4 separate regions of the Mus musculus genome follow, and regions 1, 2 and 4 are each linked to region 3. Evidence: chromatin contacts called from public HiChIP or PLAC-seq and promoter capture Hi-C data. All regions are on one chromosome and are shown on one strand. The core of a region is the stretch at or near the end of the contact, and the rest is flanking DNA. Distances in the headings are between cores, read along the strand shown. Region 1 holds the start of Atp6v1h (ATPase, H+ transporting, lysosomal V1 subunit H). Region 2 holds the start of Sox17 (SRY (sex determining region Y)-box 17). Region 3 holds the start of Rb1cc1 (RB1-inducible coiled-coil 1). Region 4 overlaps Lypla1 (lysophospholipase 1).

Region 1 (4,815 bases), core at 315-2,814, 1.1 Mb after region 3:
AGTATTTCTCTCATAGAAGCATGACCATGAAAAAGCCTGATGGAAAAGCACATGACATCCATGACTCACAACAAACCAGTACGCACTGAAGATAAGACTGCCAGTTCACTTTGTTGGCACGAACTTCAGCAGCCTTGGCCGCAATGATGTTAGTTGGGACAGCAGCATCCACAGCACCTCGAATGTCCATCTTGGTCATCTAAACTTTATGACTTTGAATGTTTCCCACAGACCTTCAAGATAAAAACAGGATAGCAGCCATTTAATTTTTTGAACTACAAGTATTAATATAACCATATTGATTTCACTTAGCTTGAATATTAAATATCCTAGGTCTGAAAAGCATTACCGTATTTCAAATTCTGTCTACCACCCCATAAAAGGCTTTCTATTGACTTGTTCTTTTTCCAGGGAAGAGTTTTTAATTCTTAGCCTCAATAAACACTGAGACGTTTAAAATGACCACTTAAGAGACTGACAGCAAAATCAGAACTAAACTGAATATTAAGCCAATCTCTTTGACCACCTTAGTGCAATCATACCCAGTGCTTAGAATACATTAAAAATAACCCAGAAGTCCACTACTTTAAATCTATTCAATCACGTTCTAATCTCTTCTACAAAAAATAAAATTAAAAAAGGGTCAATTATGGTATTTATGGGCATCTATTATGCTTCGATTTGCAAAGACACTATATTAATTCCTTTCTTTAAAATTACTGATTCAAAATAAAATACACTAAGAGGTGTGGTATACCAGGACCTTCTTTTCAAACAGAAATTGACAAACATTTCCAAAATCAATATTGAAAGAAATTTCTGAAACAACGTATGTCCAACCAACAATAGGAGTCTATTCTGACAAGAAAAATATACAATAATGTGCTACTAAAAAAAAAAAAAAAAATTCCCAGTCCTCAACGTAATAGATAAGTTACATCTCATTCTACTACGATGCAAAAACCATTCCCAAAACGTACGTTCTTACCTACGAGCAAAAGGAGGTTTAAAAATAAAATCATACCCAAATTCTATTCCGCGTTGCCGAAGTGCTTAGTCAGTGTGGAACTTAGATTTCTCTTTGTGGGAACTCGCTGCCTGAACAAGCAAGGTCGGCGCAGACTGCGGGTCCCAGGTAAAACCGGCTCCATCCGGGCAAGGCTGGCACCAAAGGCACAGCGCAGCCTTCCCGGGCGGCCCGACCCCCGCGGCTCTCCCGGCCCGGCCCGGCCCGGCCCAGGCCTGCCCACCCCCGCGCTCTCTGCTTCCCTCCGAGGGGAGGAAGGCCCTGCGGCTCCGCAGACCCTGGCGCGGCCGGCAGGGAAACCAGTCGGCTCTCCGGAGCCGGGGAGGGACCCCAGGCGGCCTCACCTGGATAGCCTCGGGGAGTGAGGGCCGCACGGGCGGGCAGGCGCCGGTCGAGCTCCGAGGTCTCAGTGGCCACGGGAGACCCAGAGCAGAACGAAGGCGACTCCGTGGGAGACGTTGCGAGCCTCACTCAGAGGAAGCCGGAACAGCTACGAAGTGACAGCAGCGTCTGGCACGTGAGCAGCCGCACGTGACCGCAGCTGAGGGCGGAAGCCGAGAGCGCCCAAAACTGCTGGACCGCGCACCAAATGGCCTTTCCCAGGCCACTTAACTTGGTCACTTCAAACTGGCAGAGCTCGCCACCCTGCAGGCCACTGGTGCCAAAAAGCCAAAAATCTTTGAAGAAGCTTGGTTTATGACCTTTGAGTGGTTTGGGTTTGTTTGAATTAAACATCTCAGCGGGCCAGGCATTCATACTCCGATTTTAAGCATAAGACTCAGACTGAGAAATGAATCATAGACCCATGGTATAAGTATATGTAGACCCACCAGTAATACATGTCTCAGAAAAAGTTATTCATTGTTTACCTAACTTCATTTTTCTCTAGGCTTATATGATGAACAGAGACAGTCTATGAATTTAGAGCTTTATTGTAGGAAGATAAAGAGAAAAAGAGAAGATAAAAGAAAGAGAGGGGCCGGCCATAGCCAAGTGGAGAGAGGGGGAAGGGAGAGAAGGAGGGCTAGAGAGGAGTAAGAAAGGTGAGAGCTTAAGAGAGAGAGGAGGTCCCAAGCAGCCCCTTTTATAGTTGGCTGGGCAATCTTTTAATTTTTAATATTTTTATTAGGTATTTTCCTCATTTACATTTCCAGTGCTATCCCAAAAGTCCCCCATACCCTCCCCCCCCCCACTCCCTTACCCACCCTCTCCCACTTTTTGGCCCTGGCGTTCCCCTGTACTGGGGCATATAAAGTTTGCCTTTATATGGGCCTCTCTTTGCAGTGATGGCCGACTAGGCCATCTTTTGATACATATGCAGCTAGAGTCAAGAGCTCCGGGATATTGGTTAGTTCATAATGTTGATCCACCTATAGGGTTGCAGATCCCTTTAGCTCCATTGTGTAGATGTACCACATTTTCTGTATCCATTCCTCTGTTGAGGGGCATCTGGGTTCTTTCCAGCTTCTGGCTATTATAAATAAGGCTGCTATGAACATGGTGGAGCATGTGTCCTTCTTACCAGTTGGGGCATCTTCTGGATATATGCCCAGGAGAGGTATTGCTGGATCCTCCGGTAGTACTATGTCCAATTTTCTGAGGAACCACCAGACTGATCTCCAGAGTGGTTGTACAAGCCTGCAATCCCACCAACAATGGAGGAGTGTTCCTCTTTCTCCACATCCACGACAGCATCTGCTGTCATCTGAATTTTTGATCTTAGCCATTCTGACTGGTGTGAGGTGGAATCTCAGGGTTGTTTTGATTTGCATTTCCCTGATGATTAAGGATGTTGAACATTTTTTCAGGTGCTTCTCTGCCATTCGGTATTCCTCAGGTGAGAATTCTTTGTTCAGCTCTGAGCCCCATTTTTTAATGGGGTTATTTGATTTTCTGAAGTCCACCTTCTTAAGTTCTTTATATATGTTGGATATTAGTCCCCTATCTGATTTAGGATAGGTAAAGATCCTTTCCCAATCTGTTGGTGGTCTCTTTGTCTTATTGACGGTGTCTTTTGCCTTGCAGAAACTTTGGAGTTTCATTAGGTCCCATTTGTCAATTCTCAATCTTACAGCACAAGCCATTGCTGTTCTGTTTTTCCCCTGTGCCCATATCTTCAAGGCTTTTCCCCACTTTCTCCTCTATAAGTTTCAGTCTCTCTGGTTTTATGTGAAGTTCTTTGATCCATTTAGATTTGACCTTAGTACAAGGAGATAAGTATGGATCTATTCGCATTCTTCTACATGATAACAACCAGTTGTGCCAGCACCAATTGTTGAAAATGCTGTCTTTCTTCCACTGGATGGTTTTAGCTCCCTTGTCGAAGATCAAGTGACCATAGGTATGTGGGTTCATTTCTGGGTCTTCAATTCTATTCCATTGGTCTACTTGTCTGTCTCTATACCAGTACCATGCAGTTTTTACCACAATTGCTCTGTAGTAAAGCTTTAGGTCAGGCATGGTGATTCCACCAGAGGTTCTTTTATCCTTGAGAAGAGTTTTTGCTATCCTAGGTTTTTTGATATTCCAGATGAATTTGCAAATTGCTCCTTCTAATTCGTTGAAGAATTGAGTTGGAATTTTGATGGGGATTGCATTGAATCTGTAGATTGCTTTTGGCAAGATAGCCATTTTTACAATGGTGATCCTGCCAATCCATGAGCATGGGAGATCTTTCCATCTTCTGAGATCTTCTTTAATTTCTTTCTTCAGAGACTTGAAGTTTTTATGATACAGATCTTTCACTTCCTTAGTTAGAGTCACTCCGAGATATTTTATATTATTTGTGACTATTGAGAAGGGTGTTGTTTCCCTAATTTCTTTCTCAGCCTGTTTATTCTTTGTGTAGAGAAAGGCCATTGACTTGTTTGAGTTAATTTTATATCCAGCTACTTCACCGAAGCTGTTTATCAGGTTTAGGAGTTCTCTGGTGGAATTTTTAGGGTCACTTATATATACTATCATATCATCTGCAAAAAGTGATATTTTGACTTCCTCCTTTCCAATTTGTATCCCCTTGATCTCCTTTTGTTGTCGAATTGCTCTGGCTAATACTTCAAGTACTATGTTGAAAAGGTAGGGAGAAAGTGGGTAGCCTTGTCTAGTCCCTGATTTTAGTGGGATTGCTTCCAGCTTCTCTCCATTTACTTTGATGTTGGCTCCTGGTTTGCTGTAGGTTGCTTTTATCATGTTTAGGTATGGGCCTTGAATTCCTGATCTTTCCAGAACTTTTATCATGAATGGGTGTTGGATCTTGTCAAATGCTTTTTCTGCATCTAATGAGATGATCATGTGGTTTTTGTCTTTGAGTTTGTTTATATAGTGGATTACATTGATGGATTTTCGTATATTAAACCATCCCTGCATCCCTGGAATAAAACCTACTTGGTCAGGATGGATGATTGCTTTAATGTGTTCTTGGATTCGGTTAGCGAGAATTTTATTGAGGATTTTTGCATCGATATTCATAAGAGAAATTGGTCTGAAGTTCTCTATCTTTGTTGGATCTTTCTGTGGTTTAGGTATCAGAGTAATAGTGGCTTCATAAAATGAGTTGGGTAGAGTACTTTCTACTTCTATCTTGTGAAAAAGTTTGTGCACAACTGGAATTAGATCTTCTTTGAAGGTCTGATAGAACTCTGCACTAAACCCGTCTGGTCCTGGGCTTTTTTTGGCTGGGAGACTATTTATAACTGCTTCTATTTCTTTAGGGGATATGGGACTGTTTAGATGGTCAACTTGAACCTGATTCAACTTTGGTACCTGGTATCTGTCCAGAAATTTGTCCA
Region 2 (4,800 bases), core at 179-2,678, 1.7 Mb after region 3:
AGCTACTTGTAAAATTATGTATGTGCATCTTCAGCCTGGCTTTCTTCGATAAAAGCATTAAGATAGCCGTGGGATTTAAACACCCAGTAATGTTGTGATTTCAGATGCAATTTGAATTATTGAAGGAGACGTGGAGAGAATATTACTCTCCAGAAGTCCTGTGACCCAGACATATGAGCCTTTAAGGTCTATGGAGATGGTCCTTACTGTTTCCACTTAGGAGTAAGAAGACCCAAGGATTAATCTGGACATTCTATTATTCGTAAGTATGTAGTCAAGGCTGGAAAGCCCTGTGATCCAGGATTGAAAGGTGTAGTGAACGGAAGACCCTGTGTTGCTATGAACTTGTTGGCATGTTCACCAAATGGGTAGAGTACAACATTCAAGTAACCCAGCTGAAACCCCGGAAGGCTTCCTAACTCTTCCCTCTTGTTTTTAAGCTTTGGAAGCTAAATTAGGTTCAGGTTAGAAATCTGTTATGCTTGAAGCGCATACAGGAGGTAATGAGTGCTGTCAGGAGTGGCAAGTCCTATTTAACTTTGATCATTTCCATGATCACAGAGCACATACCTTGCCCTAACCAACAATCTGGCGCCATGCAGTTAATCCTGATAGGGGATCTTGGGAGCAGAGTTTTCTGGATGGAAAGGCACCTATTGCCTCTGCTACAAAACCAAAGCAAACTCAACGAAACAACTCAATGTGCTTGACCCACTGTGTAGTCATCATCACTTTCACAGTCCAGGAACGGAGTATTACAGGATCATAGACTGAGCTGGATATTAATAAATCAGAGAAGAAGACTAAGGATGCCACACTGGGCATCCTGGGAAGCAGTCCTACCCAGTTTGCTCTCTGGAGAGAGTGCAAGTGCTCTGCTCACAGTGACAGGCCAGACTGCAAGGCGAGGATTGCCTTTCTCCAAGGAAGCCCGTCTTCCCTAGGGTGTGGTACTACTAGGCTACAGCAGCCATCACCTTTATAAAAACCCAAGCCATATTTGAATTGTCTTTAAATTTCAAGGAAGAGGACAAAGAAATGTGAGCAAGGCTTCATTCCTAGCTCTCAGACTACCGTCCCAAGAGAACCTGAGGTTCCATGGAGCAGGAATAAAGAGGAGTCCTTACTTCGTCTGGGGAACACAGATGGGGTATGGGTTCTAAGAAACATTCCCGACCGGTTACTGAGCTGGGAAGTGGAGCGGGAGCAGTTTACTTCCTGCTTCGCCGCGGAAAAACTCAGCTAGGGCCGAGCGGGAAGGAGGACGTGGTCTCCGAGTCGCCAGCTGCTAGGGTGGGGTTTCGGGGCACGATTAGACAGAGATTCGGACAGTTACGTGAGACCCCGCCCACCCAGGATGCACGCTCCCAACGGTGTGCGGAATGAGCCCCCGAAGTTAATCTTGGGGTCAGACGTTCTCAGCTCTCACGGGAGAGGCTAGCAAAGCGAAGATTGCAGGGTCTGGCCTGAATGTTCTGGGCCACCGTGGGGGCCGGTGATCACTGTCTTTCTTGCCACTCTTTCCTCTCAAGTTCCCGAATTTCCATCTCCACCTCCGACCCACTGGGGACTGACCAGGGACTGGAAAGAGCGCGAAAGGTATAAAGGGGAGAAGAGACTGCGCCTTTTGGTGCCCGGGTGAAAGGTGCCAATCGACCGCATCGCTCTGCGTGGCCCTACCTGGGAGGTGCGGAGCCCGGGGCACGACGCTCGGTGTTCTCAGAGGCAGACTCTGAGGCACGTATTTTAGACCGTCCAGTGGTACTATTGTCTCTGTTATCTTAGAGTCCGCCGGGGGCTGTCTCCGTGATGACAGCCCACGCTCCCTTTTCCGCCCTCATGAACTTGCTCTCCACAGACCACGGATCTGCTTGAGTGCCCACGGATCCTGTGCAATTGGACTTGAATGTCCTTTAACAGGCCTTGGCCATCAGAACACCAAAACCATAAAACCTTCGAGAAATCAACCACTCACTCTGAGGCTCGCTGTAGAAGAGTGGCTTAGACTCTCCCACTTCGGAGTCCCAGTTGATCACCAACCCGCTTGCTACAGGCCCCAAATGGTTACGGGCACAGCTTCTAGTTACATTAGACGCTTCCTTGCCCCAGCCTTTCGAGCCTCAGGTCTGCTTTGGGGATGTGGCTTAGGCAGTAGCCACCTAGAAATCCTGCACTGTTTGAGTGTGATACCGCTGCGGACTACAGCAGACAGGCGTGCCAGGCTTCTAGTCCAGATACCCACCCCCACCCCAGTAAATCTCTAGTGTTGAGGGAAGCAAGGCTTGCAGGAAGCCGCTCCGGATGTTTGCTTCTTTACTTGTGGCATTTGTGGCTGGCTTTGATAACGTCGTGAGCTCGGCTTCCAACACCCATTTAGTGAAGAAACTGAAATATGGCCCACTCACACTGCTGGCGGGTCTGAAGTGCGGTTGGCCCCAACACTCCTCCCAAAGTATCTATCAAGAGAATGGTCAGCAGAAGTTAGATCTAGGTAAGAGGACGGGAAGGGGGACTAGTCTTGGGAAAGCGCCACATTTCCTGGTAGATTTGTTAAGTAAAGTGCTATCTAGGGACTCCAGGGGAGGCTGTTTTAAGGAACGGGGAAGAGCCCAAAAGTGGTCGCTTGGACTCCTACTGTGTTTGTGCTTTCCCTCAGAAAGATCAGTTGTTAATCTTCAGGGATGCTTGTAAATAACGCTGCCTCCCCATCCCCGGGCTTTCTTTCTAACCACTTTCTCAGTTCCTTTTATGGAGCTCGAACAGAACTAGGTACCCAGGTAAAATGGTGTAAATACATTTTCTAGACCTACACCTGAATTATATTTCTGTTGTCTCTTAGTTTTTAGAGAAATCAACCAAGACAGGGAAGACAGAGAAAATGCATTCTGGACCCGCTACTGTTTTCAATCGTCATTTCAAACAAAACCCGTAGTTTATTTAAAAAAAAAAAAAACACGGAAAGAGAAAATTAGGCCCTGAGATCTTTGAAAAGATGCCCATTACTAGATACAAAAGAGAAGAGTCACTGTGGAGGTGAGGGACTGCGTCCCTGCTTCTGAGAGGCAGGAGAGCTACATGGGGAGACTGTCTCAAAACTAACAACAGAAGAGATAGAATTTTTTTTTTCTTAAAGAGCACCTGGCTAGAGAATCGATTTGTAAAATTGCTATTTCTACCCTTAGAGTTTCCTTGATTAAACATCTGAAATGCATTTTTTTTGTTTTACTTTCAAGCTAATGTTTTTCAGAAAAAAATAAAAAGCTTTGAGGAAAAGCACATTATCAGTTAGATTTAAGACCAATTGCTTTTAAATTACCAATTTAAAATATCATTTTTTTTATTTCTTAAAGCAGATTTAATTTTACCCCCTTTGTATGAATCTTACAGACCTGGAGTTTTAACTACTATCACTGATCTCTACACACAACCTCCAGCTTTAAATGGGAGGGAGGGTCACCACTGCTTTATAACATAACAAATTAGAGAAAAGCTGGCTTCTGTATGAGTTCTTTGGAGACAAAGTAGCTCCAGAAACTGCAGACCAGAAGCTATCAAAATCTCTGTGCTTTTTTGGAACCTCCAGTAAGCCAGATTTGGTCTCTGAAATAATACAGGAAAACCTCAGCATGTCACCTCATGGATACAAGTAAGTAATACTTTTCAATCAGCTATTCACAGTAAAGAAAGTCTGTTTTGGAAACTGACATGTTGAGTCCTTCCTTCCTTCCTTCCTTCCTTCCTTCCTTCCTTCCTTCCTTCCTTCCTCCCTCTCTCCCTCCCTCCCTTCCTTCCTTTCTTCCTTTCTTCCTCTCCTTCAAGACAGGGTTGCATGTAGCCCAGGCTGGCCTCTAATTCCATATGTAGCTAAGGACAATCATGAACGTATTTTTCTGCCCCCCACATCTCAAGTGCTGGAATTATAGAATTACAGGCACTAGGCATCTCATAGACTGTCTTTCGGAATTGTACTAGATGAACATTCAAACTGAGCTCGATCACCATTCCTTTGAGTTTTCCTACCTTAAAACTACGCAAGGATGACCGTTGGATCTGGTAGAGAACAACACAAACATGCAAACAAACTCAAATGTAACACAGAGCTTTTGGAGCTCCTTGTCTGAAGGAGGGCTGCTAAGTGTGTGTAACACTCTCCCAGTGTCTGCCTTAACAGGTGATGAGTCTCCCTTTCCTCTCCTAGAATCTATAATGCTGCCCTTGAAAAAGACTACGTCTAGAACTAAATGAGTTTGCTAATATTTGGAGGGTGCTGAGTGGTTGCTGGGATAAGCATTGTAGGAAGGCATGTTTTGAAGCCCGTGGGAAAGTACTTTCAGGTTTAAAATAAATTTAAGGGTGGTCAGCTTTTCATTCCAGTCTTAAGAAAACGTTGTAACCGTCTGTCAGGCTAACAGTCTTACACGCTACGGATTTGCTGCTTAAATGGACTGATCCTTTTCCTCCGAGGAACAGCACAGTGCTGCTGTCTTTGCACTTTATTTTACATTTTAATCTCGTGGTGTTTGCGATGGAATCATGGCCTTGCAAGTCTTTAGAAATAAAACCAGATCTTGCCTCTTTTGCCGAACACACAAAAGGAGCTTTTGTTTTATATTTTTATGTTTCACACTGAAATTCCTCAGGGTTGACTTGAGCTCTTATTGAGCAGTGATATATTAGTGATATAGCATTTTATGTTAAACTTTGTTTTATTACAACTTGCTATTTACCTTGGATATTTTTATTATAATATAAGCATGATGGATGAGTTCTTGGGAGAAGAACAGGATTTTTTTTCTCTGA
Region 3 (4,312 bases), core at 958-3,457:
CTCTCTCTCATACCTCCAAATGGGTCCTTTTGTCAAGTAGACATAGCTTCTTAAATTCTCAAGACAATAAGACACCTTATCCAAAATTTCAAACCCACCCTCCAATAGAGACACACACTTCTTAATCTTGGCTTGCTTCTATGTTCACTTATGTTCTCACTTTTCTTCTGAATGATAAGAGACTGGAGTTTGCCTGCTGCTGAATAATTAATTACCAAGGCATCACTAATGAATACTTACCACAGCTTACTCTGAGATGTGTCAAGTCTTGGCAAAAGGGGGCCAAGAGCTGAAGGTCAACCTCAACTACAATGTACACCTCTAAGCAAAGCTCTCTTAATCAGGTAGTCGTTGAAACATTTTCCTCTCAGGTCTAACAGTGGCTCAGGGATATTACACCTTACAGAGCATGCTGGAAACTGAGTTTTAGTCCTAGCAGTACACACTAACAAGGCAAGAAACAAAACAAATAAACAAAAACAACTGGGGGAGACACCAGTCCTTTCATCTTTTGTCCTTTGGCTTTTACAGATCTATGTGTAAAGTCAATCTGCTGTGCATTCAAACCCTGATGTTTGCCATAAAGAGTGCTGCCTGTTCCCTCCATCTCCCCCCACCCCAAGAGAACCCTCTTCTCTCCAGGCAGAGGGCTGCTTCATTGTCTTCCCTAACTCAAAATAAAACAAAATTTTTAAATTTTGCCTAAGTCCACTAACCAATTACATTAATAAGATTTATCAATGTAAATGCTACATTATGGGCCTGACACACCCATGGCATAACTATGTAAATACCATTTATTTTGTTTTTCTTTTTTCAAGACATGTTCTCGCTATGATTCCCAAGACCACCTTAACTTACTGAGTAACTCAAATAACTTAAAGCCATCTTTCTGTCTCAGCCTCCTGGAATGTTGAGATGAATATAGCAGCTACCTTCTAAGCCTTGGCTAACGTTTAAAACAGATATAAATGCTAAAAAACATAACAAAAACTTAATTGGAAAGCGATGATTTGCGTTGTATTTGGTAATAAGACTAAATAAAATATTTCACACATAACAAGTCCATTTATAGATCCCCTCCCCCAAAAAGAAAAACCACCTACTGAAATACAGTACCAACATTTGACTAGGAACACAGATTGGTTCATTTTTAGGCTGCTTCTAAACTGCTTGCTAGCTTTGCAAACCCTCAGATAAGTAAGTCTCACCAATTCTTTACAGAAAATGGTTAGCAAAATGTATAAATTTTAACGCTCATAATAGACTTGTCAACATCCGCACCCAACTGAATGTCTTGCAGGGACTCTATCAATAAGTGAGTCCACGAGTGTTCCGTGGCATCAGTCCTATGTACCAGTTCATGGAATGATCACATTTTAAAGACTCATGACGGAAGGGACAGGATTACGAAACCATAAACAGTCACCATAGCACATCCACCACTCTGTAGAGAAAGTACTGACAGCACGTTCGAAAGCTGTCATTTGTACCAAGTTTTGGTACTCCCATAAGCCCCCACCCCAAATCCATCTGCGGGGCGAGCGAGGCTGAGTCATTCCAAGGAGTAACTTTACACCGATGCTTGCACTCCGGGGTCGGGACAAAGGCATCACCTCTAGGTTCCTCCCGTCAGGGCACTCCGGCCCTGGCCCAAACCCTCTCCGGTTTCCCGAGCCCGACACTCCAGTGCACCGAGCCCTGGAGACGGAGGCCGCGATTCAGGCCTCGGGTGAGCACCGGCGTCCTGCCGCTCCCGCGATCCTGTCAGCGGCCAGCGGGCCTCAGGGTCCCCGTAGGACTGCCGCGGCGACCCTCCGAGCCGGCGCCGCCAGACGCTCCGGCGAACCCGTCAGGTGCTGAGCGGCCGGGCCAAGCCCGCCGCCAGATGGGAGCAGGGGCGGCACTTACCCGGCAGCGCCTCCTCCGCCCGCGGCAGCAACACAGCCGGCGGCCCTCCGCACCATCTTCTGCCGCCGCCCTGGCCTCGGCGGCGGCTATCAACCGCCCCTGCGGCGCCGCCAACCGACACAACCGTCGGCGCCCAGCCGCCGAGTACCCGGCGAGGCCCGGAAGGATGGGAGTCGGGCGCAGCCGCTGCTCCGGCCCCTCGGCTCCGCGCGGGGACCCGAGTCCGCCGGCCGAGGCACTGAGAGCTTGGCAGGGCTGGGTCGCGGCCGCCGTGGGGTTTGTTATTGTCGACTCGGCCTTTCCGCCGCAGAGCACGCCGGGAAACAGCCAGCCGGGGGAGGGGTGACTCAGGTGTCTGCGCAGATCCGGAAGTCGCTGGGCTGGCCGGACGGGCGCGGCTCGGTCGGCGAGCGTAGTCCCTGGCTGGCAACTTGTCTGTCCTTCCCTGACCCTGGAAGGTATTTCGGTGCTTGCCTTGGACGGCCCCAAGGTGAGCGTGACCTTCTGGCCGCGGCAGACCGACCTCGCCAAACCTGGGGCAGCCCCAACAGGGGAACCGGAGGCTGACGAGTGAGCACCAGCACAGATCTGGGGCCCTCATCTGCTGCCCCGAAATCAGCCGACTGTCACCTGGGCCACTCGTACCGGGACTGCCAGAATGGCAGGCTACTCGGAAAGTATGCCTGGCATCTTTGCAAGGGTGGGGCGGCCCAGAGTCAGACCAGGTAAGTAAAGAGCACGTCCAGAAGAGGAACCGAAGCAAAGTGGACTGTACTGTAAGCGGCACGACCGAACAATACTGAGGTCGATAATAGGTCAACAGCATCAAGATTAGAGAAGAGAATGTCAGCTTATGAGAACATTACATTTGTATTCGGGCTTAGGCAAGGACTTGAAACTACAAAACTTGAGTTTGATGAGAAGATGTTTGTTACAAGCAGGCTCATCAATTATGTGACGTAAACACGTATTAAATTACTATTCCCAGGAATATCTGATAGAGGTAAAAGTTTAGGAATGGTCTCTCTAAGCCAACAGTTAGCGGTTCCCGACAAAATGAGACATAAGGGGTATTAAACTGATTGAGATCTGCAGTTCTTTATTGTGATAGACACTGGAAAAACAGTAGTTGTGTTTTAAGAGTTGTTTAGAAAGGAGCTTGTTGCTTATCTCACTTTGTTTTTAACTTTGCACTTCTGCCATATCCCAGAAAAATCTTGTATGCACACTGTTATACATATTGAGTATTTTTTAAACTGGAATTTTAGTACATTACACCAGCAAATAAAGCAAAAATGGAAAAAGAACAAGCACTCAATTTTTGTGCACCAGGGGAAGTAGTGAATTGGCAAGACTAAAGAGAAGAAAAATTGTTAGTATATTAACAAATGTAAGCTATATTGCAGTCTAGCTAGAACAATGAAGATCAAAGCTGGCCGGGTGGTGCACATACCTTTAATCCCTTCTCTCAGAAGCTGAGGCCTGCTCTACAGAATGAGCTTCAGGGAGCCAAGGCTACACAGAAAAAGGAAAATCAGGGCCGGTGAGATGGCCCAGAGGGTAAGGAGATCTACTGACTACCAAAACTGACAACCTGAGTTTCATCCTAGGACTGACGTCGTGGGAGGAGAGAACCACTCCTTGAAGTTCACACACACTAAAAAGAGCACCAAAGAGCTGTGTTTCCTCACAGTTAATAAGTACCATTGAATAGCAGAAATGTACTCCAGTTTCAAGTGTTAAAGTACCACTTGTCATGTTGTATACGTGGCCCAAACTTCTCTGGGAAACTGTTAATACAAATGTCTGTTACTTTATACTCTGAAGTGAATGTTTAGAGTTTATATGCATCTCAAATTATTTAGTAAGACTAAAGTGAAAATATGTTATATGAATTTTGCTAAGCAACATAGATAAATGTTAATAATCATGCATATCCATAAGTTTTCTGTCACAAGCTATTTTTCCTCATCCTCTTGAGCATTCTATTCTCCATAATAAACAAAAACAAACTCCTGCAATACTATGTGAAGCTTCGGGGCTTTTCTCAATGAAACTTCAAACAGATTTACAAGGACCATAGAATGATCTTTCATGGGGAGTGCAGAAACATCATTTCAACTTACTAAAGCATGGGCCGTTCTGCCTTCCCCCTCCTTGTGTTATCTCTATCCTATTGCTTGTAAACTCCTATCCATTTACTGTATTCTTTTTCCCCACTTCTCAATTAGAATATACTGTGGGTGATGTGAAGGTTGGTTTCTGTATAAGACTACTTATTCTTGGCTTCCACTGAATTTTTAATTTAGTATCTGTCAATGTTTCAGTGAATTTTCAAGGAACAACTAAAAGTGCTTTTTACCAAGAACAGAACTGACTCCGTTCCTCCACATGTATGTGT
Region 4 (4,543 bases), core at 1,752-4,251, 1.4 Mb after region 3:
TGCCTCTAAGGAAGAACATAGTCTGCCATGTTTGGTTTGTCTGCCACGTGTTGCTTGTCTTTGTGATTGCATATTTTACTCATGTGACTCTTCTTAGCCTTCAGAGTATAACTTATCTGATGCTCTGAATAAAGTTGACTGTTGCATGAGATTCTAGTTCATTCCACTTATTGGCTCCATTCTCCCAGGTCCCACTGCCTGATGAATGATTAAAAAGTAAATGTGTGTGTGTGCATGTGTTAAGATTTACTTGGAAAACTATTGAACATGTTTAAACAAAGAGCTAGAGAAATGGAATCAAATGCCCATGCTTATAGACTCGACCTTGTGTTTAAGTGGCAGGACTCCCTAACTCAATCCACAGGAAACAGCACCTTAACCAGAGTCCCAGATGATCGTGCAGAAATTGATCCCAATTCTTAAATTCACAGGGGAACAAGAGAACCAGAAAAAAACAAACAAACACGCAAAAGGACAAAGTAGGAGGACTAACATAAAGTTACAACAAATATAATAGTAAGAACGAATGTAAGACCAGGGAAAGGATAGACCTATAAATCAACTAGGAATCCAGAAATAAACAACCACCCTGCTATCAATTAATAATTACCATAAGCCTCTTCAAAAAAGTCTTTTAAACAACTGTAGTTGGGTCAAATTAAACTATTAAATTATTAAATATAGCAAACAAATCTAGAACTTAGCAAATGGCTATAAAAAATAAACTAAAAATCAACAAAATTTAAAACTTGTGCTTCAAGGAGACTATGAAGAAAGTATAACAATCTAAAGAAGAATAAAGTGTGTGCAAGTCATATATTTAATAGTACCTGTGGTGGTTTGAATATGTTTGGCCCCCATCGATTCACTTGGTCTACAGGGAATAGCACTACTAGAGATATGGCCTTGTTGGAGGAAGTGTATCACTGTAGGCAGGCTGTGAGATTGCCTGTCCTTAAGCTCCACTGAGTGTGGAATCAAATTTCCTCCTGGTTGCCTTTAGATCAAGATGAAGATTCTCAGCTTCTCTAGCACCATGTCTGCCTGCAAACTGCCATGCTTCCAGCCAGGATGATAATGGACTACACTTCTGAAACTAAGCCAGCCCCAATTAAATGTTTTCCTTTCTAAAAATTGTGTTGGTTTTGGTGTTTCTTCACAGCAATGCAACCCTTAGAAGACAGTAGCCACTCATAATATATGCATAACACCTATAACAAACAAATTGACCACCCAATTTACAAATGGGCAGAGGACATTCTACAAAGAAAAACATCCAAATTGTCACTAAACATAAGAACTCATCATCATTAGTCATTAAAAAAAAATACAAATCAAAATCAACTTCAGGCCTGATAGTACACACAGTTATCATTCCAGGAGACTGAGGCAGTTGGAGATTGAGTTCAAGGGTAGCCTGTGCTGCCTGCCCAGTTAGACGCTGTCTCAAAACCCCCACATATGCAAACACACAGTGAGATTCCACTAGGATGGCTATAAAACTGTGGTTGCTATTTGTATGCTGAGGCAGGGTCTCACTTCGTAACTGGATAGCTTAGTATTCTGTAAGTAGCTCAACTTGGCCTCAAACTCATGGCCATCTGCCTTCCTCAGCTTTCTGAGTACTGTTTTACACAGGCATGTGTCACAATGCACACAGTAAGACACTTTCTACAGTGTTGATATATGCCTGCACTTCTAGATCACCAGACCAAACCAGAAATTATCAAGCAATCAAGGCAATCCTTGCCTCTGAGCAGTACACAGAGAGGCCTTTTAAGCCATGTGACCAAAAAAGCATTTAAAATACATAATGTAGGGATGGAGAGACAGTACTTGCTTGCTTTTACAGAAGTCTTGGTTTTGTTCCTAGTACTGACATGGTGGCTCAAAACTGTCCTTAACTTTAGTTCAAAAGAACTGGACACGCTCTTCTGTTCTCTACAGGCACTAGGTATGCACATATACTTTGATAAAACACTCATACACATAAAATAAATCTAAAACAAAATAAAATACAAAACCTTCTGGGTACTCTCAAGCACTCAGCTTAAGTCAGAGGTTACTGAGTTACAGCCAACCAGGGCTACAGGTTGTTTTAAAAACAAAAATCAAAAAAATAAACATTGTAATTAAATACATAAAACTTAAACCACACACACACACACACACCTGTAAAAGCCAACATCCCAGCCACATTAGAAATAGTTCATTCCTTGCTCACTGCCAATGCTGTTTCCATTTCTTTCTAAACTCATTAATGTATTCTGTTTTGGGATTTGTGCTAATGACCTCGGGGATAACTAAATAAGCCATAAAACCATGAGAAGATTTCAGCTAATTAGAGCTCTGGGAACGGACAGTCACCAAAAACCACATTTGTAAAACAATTGTCCACCAATTATTAAGAGTCCAAGTGGAACACAGGTTCAATTATCTTGCTCAGAGTATTACTGCAAGCCTGGCTGGTCACACACACGTGATGAGAAGGCCAGCAATCGGATGGCTAGGACAAGAGGATTGCTGACCTTAAGGTCTACCTCCACAGTGAATTAAAGTCATTTTAGAGAGCTAGCAGACAGTCTCGTAAGGGGAAAATCATCATATATAATAAAGCTTGTTAATGTGATTAACTAAAATGCTAGCCAGCCTCACCTCCCTGTAATCATATTTGATTGAGAAGTAGTGACTTAAATGTATGGCAACTAGAAAAATAAGATTCAGACCAAAAACATGTTAGGTTTACAATGCTTTTTAATATATAAAATCTTTTTTTCATATCAAATGGTCTATGGTGAAGGCTTTTATACTTCTTAAGGCTTTCTGTGGCTTGTATATTTATTTATATTCAATGATGAATAAAAAAAATGGAGTACTGAGACCAGGACTATAGCATGATTAGCAGGTTGCTTTTGTAGTCTGCATGACACCCTGTGAACTCCAGCACCACACAAAGCAGGCGGAATGGAGACGGAGGAAGAGTGGGAGGAAAGAATAACAAGTGTCAATGAGAACGAAGAGAAATCAGAACCATCTCACTGCTGAATGCAAACCTGGGTGTGTGGAGACAGTTCTGGTAATTAAAATGCTTGCCTTCAAGCCAGGTGTGGTGGCACACGCCTTTAATCCCAGCATTCAGGAGGCGGAGGCGGATTTGTGAATTCAAGGCCAGCTTGTGCTACAGAGTGAGTTCCAGGACAGCCAGGGCTACACAGAGAAACCCTGTCTGGAAAAACCAAAATTAAAAAACAAAACAAACAAACAAACAAACAAACAAAAAAAAAACACCTTGCCTTCTAAGCATGAAAACCCGAGTTAAATCCCCAGAATACACATTAAAAATAAAAAGAGTTGAGTATTCCAGTACACTCAAGGTAAAGAAAGGTAGGATCCGGGGTCTCACTATCTAGCCAATTTTAGCCTACTTGGTAAGCTCCAGGCAGGCCAATGAGAAACCCTGATTCAGAAAAACAAAGTTCGGTGGGTTCCAAGGAATGATGCAAGAGGTTGTACTCTGGTCTCCATGCACATATGTGTAATCCCTTCCCCCTAAAAAATGTAAAATGGCACAATCCCTGTGACAATACCTTGGGAGTTCTTCAAAGGGTAGAATACTGACTCATCACTTCTATCCCAGCCAACAACACAGAGAACTAAACACCTATGTCCATGCAAAAGCCTGTACATGCGTGTTCAGAGTAACACCATTCATAGAGGCCCAAAGGTAGAAATAACCCAAATAGTCATTAGTTCTAGAATTGCATAGCCATGCAATGGACTATTTGGTAATAAAAGAGTACAGTACTCAGGATTGCAAGGATGGTTCAGGGCATAACACACTTGTTCTGCAGTATGAAGACCTGAATTTGAATCCCAGCACCCATGTAGAAAGCACACAATGGCTGCACACGACTATAGTCCTAACCTTGGAAGATGGAGACAGATTCCAAGAGCTTACCACTCCGCCTAGGGAAGACTGTGAGCTTCTAGTACAGTGAGAGAACCTTTCTTAAGTCAGTAGGATGGAGTGCAATAGAGGAGGACACAGTGTCCTGTTCTGGTCCCACATGGGCATGAGTATCTTAACACTGGAGTGTATGCATGCCACCCACAAAGGCAAATGCAATATTTTTCTATGTCAAACACAAATGATCCTGAAAAACATGCCAAATGAAAGAAGCCCGACGCCAAAGACCATACGAGTGGGTTCTATTTATATGAAACATTCAGAATAATCAAATCCAAAGAAAATGAACGACTAAGAAATGCTTGAGAGAGGAGTGAAGAGACTGTCTTTTGTGGGATGCTGAAAATACTCTGCAACTAAGGAGATGATGATTTTTGCAACCTACTTTGCAAACAAACTAAAAATCACCTGTCTTAGTCGGGGTTTCTATTCCTGCACACACATCATGACCAAGAAGCAAGTTGGGGAGGAAAGGGTTTATTCAGCTTATACTTCCACACTGCTCTTCATCACCAAGGAAGTCAGGACTGGAACTCAAGCAGGTCAGGAAGCAGGAGCTGATGCAGAAGCCATGGA

What was found. Promoter capture Hi-C pulls out the DNA fragments that hold promoters and counts their contacts. HiChIP or PLAC-seq counts read pairs in DNA pulled down with a chosen protein or histone mark.
Region 1: a contact with region 3 is called in a promoter capture Hi-C map of the HPC-7 cell line. The contact joins the promoter of Atp6v1h here to the promoter of Rb1cc1 in region 3. A contact is called at or near these places in 12 of 39 promoter capture datasets (the 3T3-L1 cell line, the C10 cell line, the HPC-7 cell line and 8 more), 1 of 484 Hi-C or Micro-C datasets (CD4 T cells), 9 of 115 datasets of contacts at active chromatin or transcription factors (the NIH/3T3 cell line, cardiomyocytes, embryonic forebrain and 6 more) and 2 of 9 other capture datasets (adipose tissue and liver).
Region 2: a contact with region 3 is called in an H3K4me3 HiChIP or PLAC-seq map of stem cell-derived neural progenitor cells, with 4 times the contacts expected there. The contact joins the promoter of Sox17 here to the promoter of Rb1cc1 in region 3. A contact is called at or near these places in 1 of 39 promoter capture datasets (cranial neural crest), 1 of 484 Hi-C or Micro-C datasets (embryonic stem cells), 4 of 115 datasets of contacts at active chromatin or transcription factors (astrocytes, embryonic stem cells, large pre-B cells and 1 more) and 1 of 9 other capture datasets (embryonic stem cells).
Region 4: a contact with region 3 is called in an H3K27ac HiChIP or PLAC-seq map of embryonic stem cells, with 8 times the contacts expected there. The contact joins the enhancer-like site here to the promoter of Rb1cc1 in region 3. A contact is called at or near these places in 1 of 39 promoter capture datasets (hippocampal neurons), 1 of 484 Hi-C or Micro-C datasets (CD8 T cells), 5 of 115 datasets of contacts at active chromatin or transcription factors (embryonic stem cells, extraembryonic endoderm stem cells, large pre-B cells and 2 more) and 2 of 9 other capture datasets (adipose tissue and embryonic stem cells).

Annotation. Positions count from the first base shown.
Region 1 is chr1:5,079,835-5,084,649 of GRCm38.p6, reverse strand. Atp6v1h (ATPase, H+ transporting, lysosomal V1 subunit H) reads right to left here and starts at 1,564. Exons shown (of 14, transcript NM_133826.5): 1 at 1,372-1,564; 2 at 87-233. The coding sequence starts at 199.
Region 2 is chr1:4,493,982-4,498,781 of GRCm38.p6, reverse strand. It overlaps Sox17 (SRY (sex determining region Y)-box 17), which reads left to right and starts at 1,428. Exons shown (of 5, transcript NM_011441.5): 1 at 1,428-2,491; 2 at 2,840-3,646.
Region 3 is chr1:6,212,557-6,216,868 of GRCm38.p6, reverse strand. Rb1cc1 (RB1-inducible coiled-coil 1) reads right to left here and starts at 2,207. Exons shown (of 24, transcript NM_009826.4): 1 at 1,912-2,207. It overlaps 4732440D04Rik (a long non-coding RNA gene), which reads left to right and starts at 257. Exons shown (of 2, transcript XR_001778783.2): 1 at 257-313; 2 at 1,469-4,312.
Region 4 is chr1:4,818,184-4,822,726 of GRCm38.p6, reverse strand. All of the region lies in intron 2 of Lypla1 (lysophospholipase 1), which reads right to left. Among named protein-coding and RNA genes, the nearest start is that of Lypla1, 13 kb to the right of the region's middle. Within about 2 kb of position 3,001, at least 12 of the 459 cell types and tissues checked have an H3K27ac peak or open chromatin away from gene starts, as enhancers often do. A contact at or near this core is called in embryonic stem cells, where this site is marked.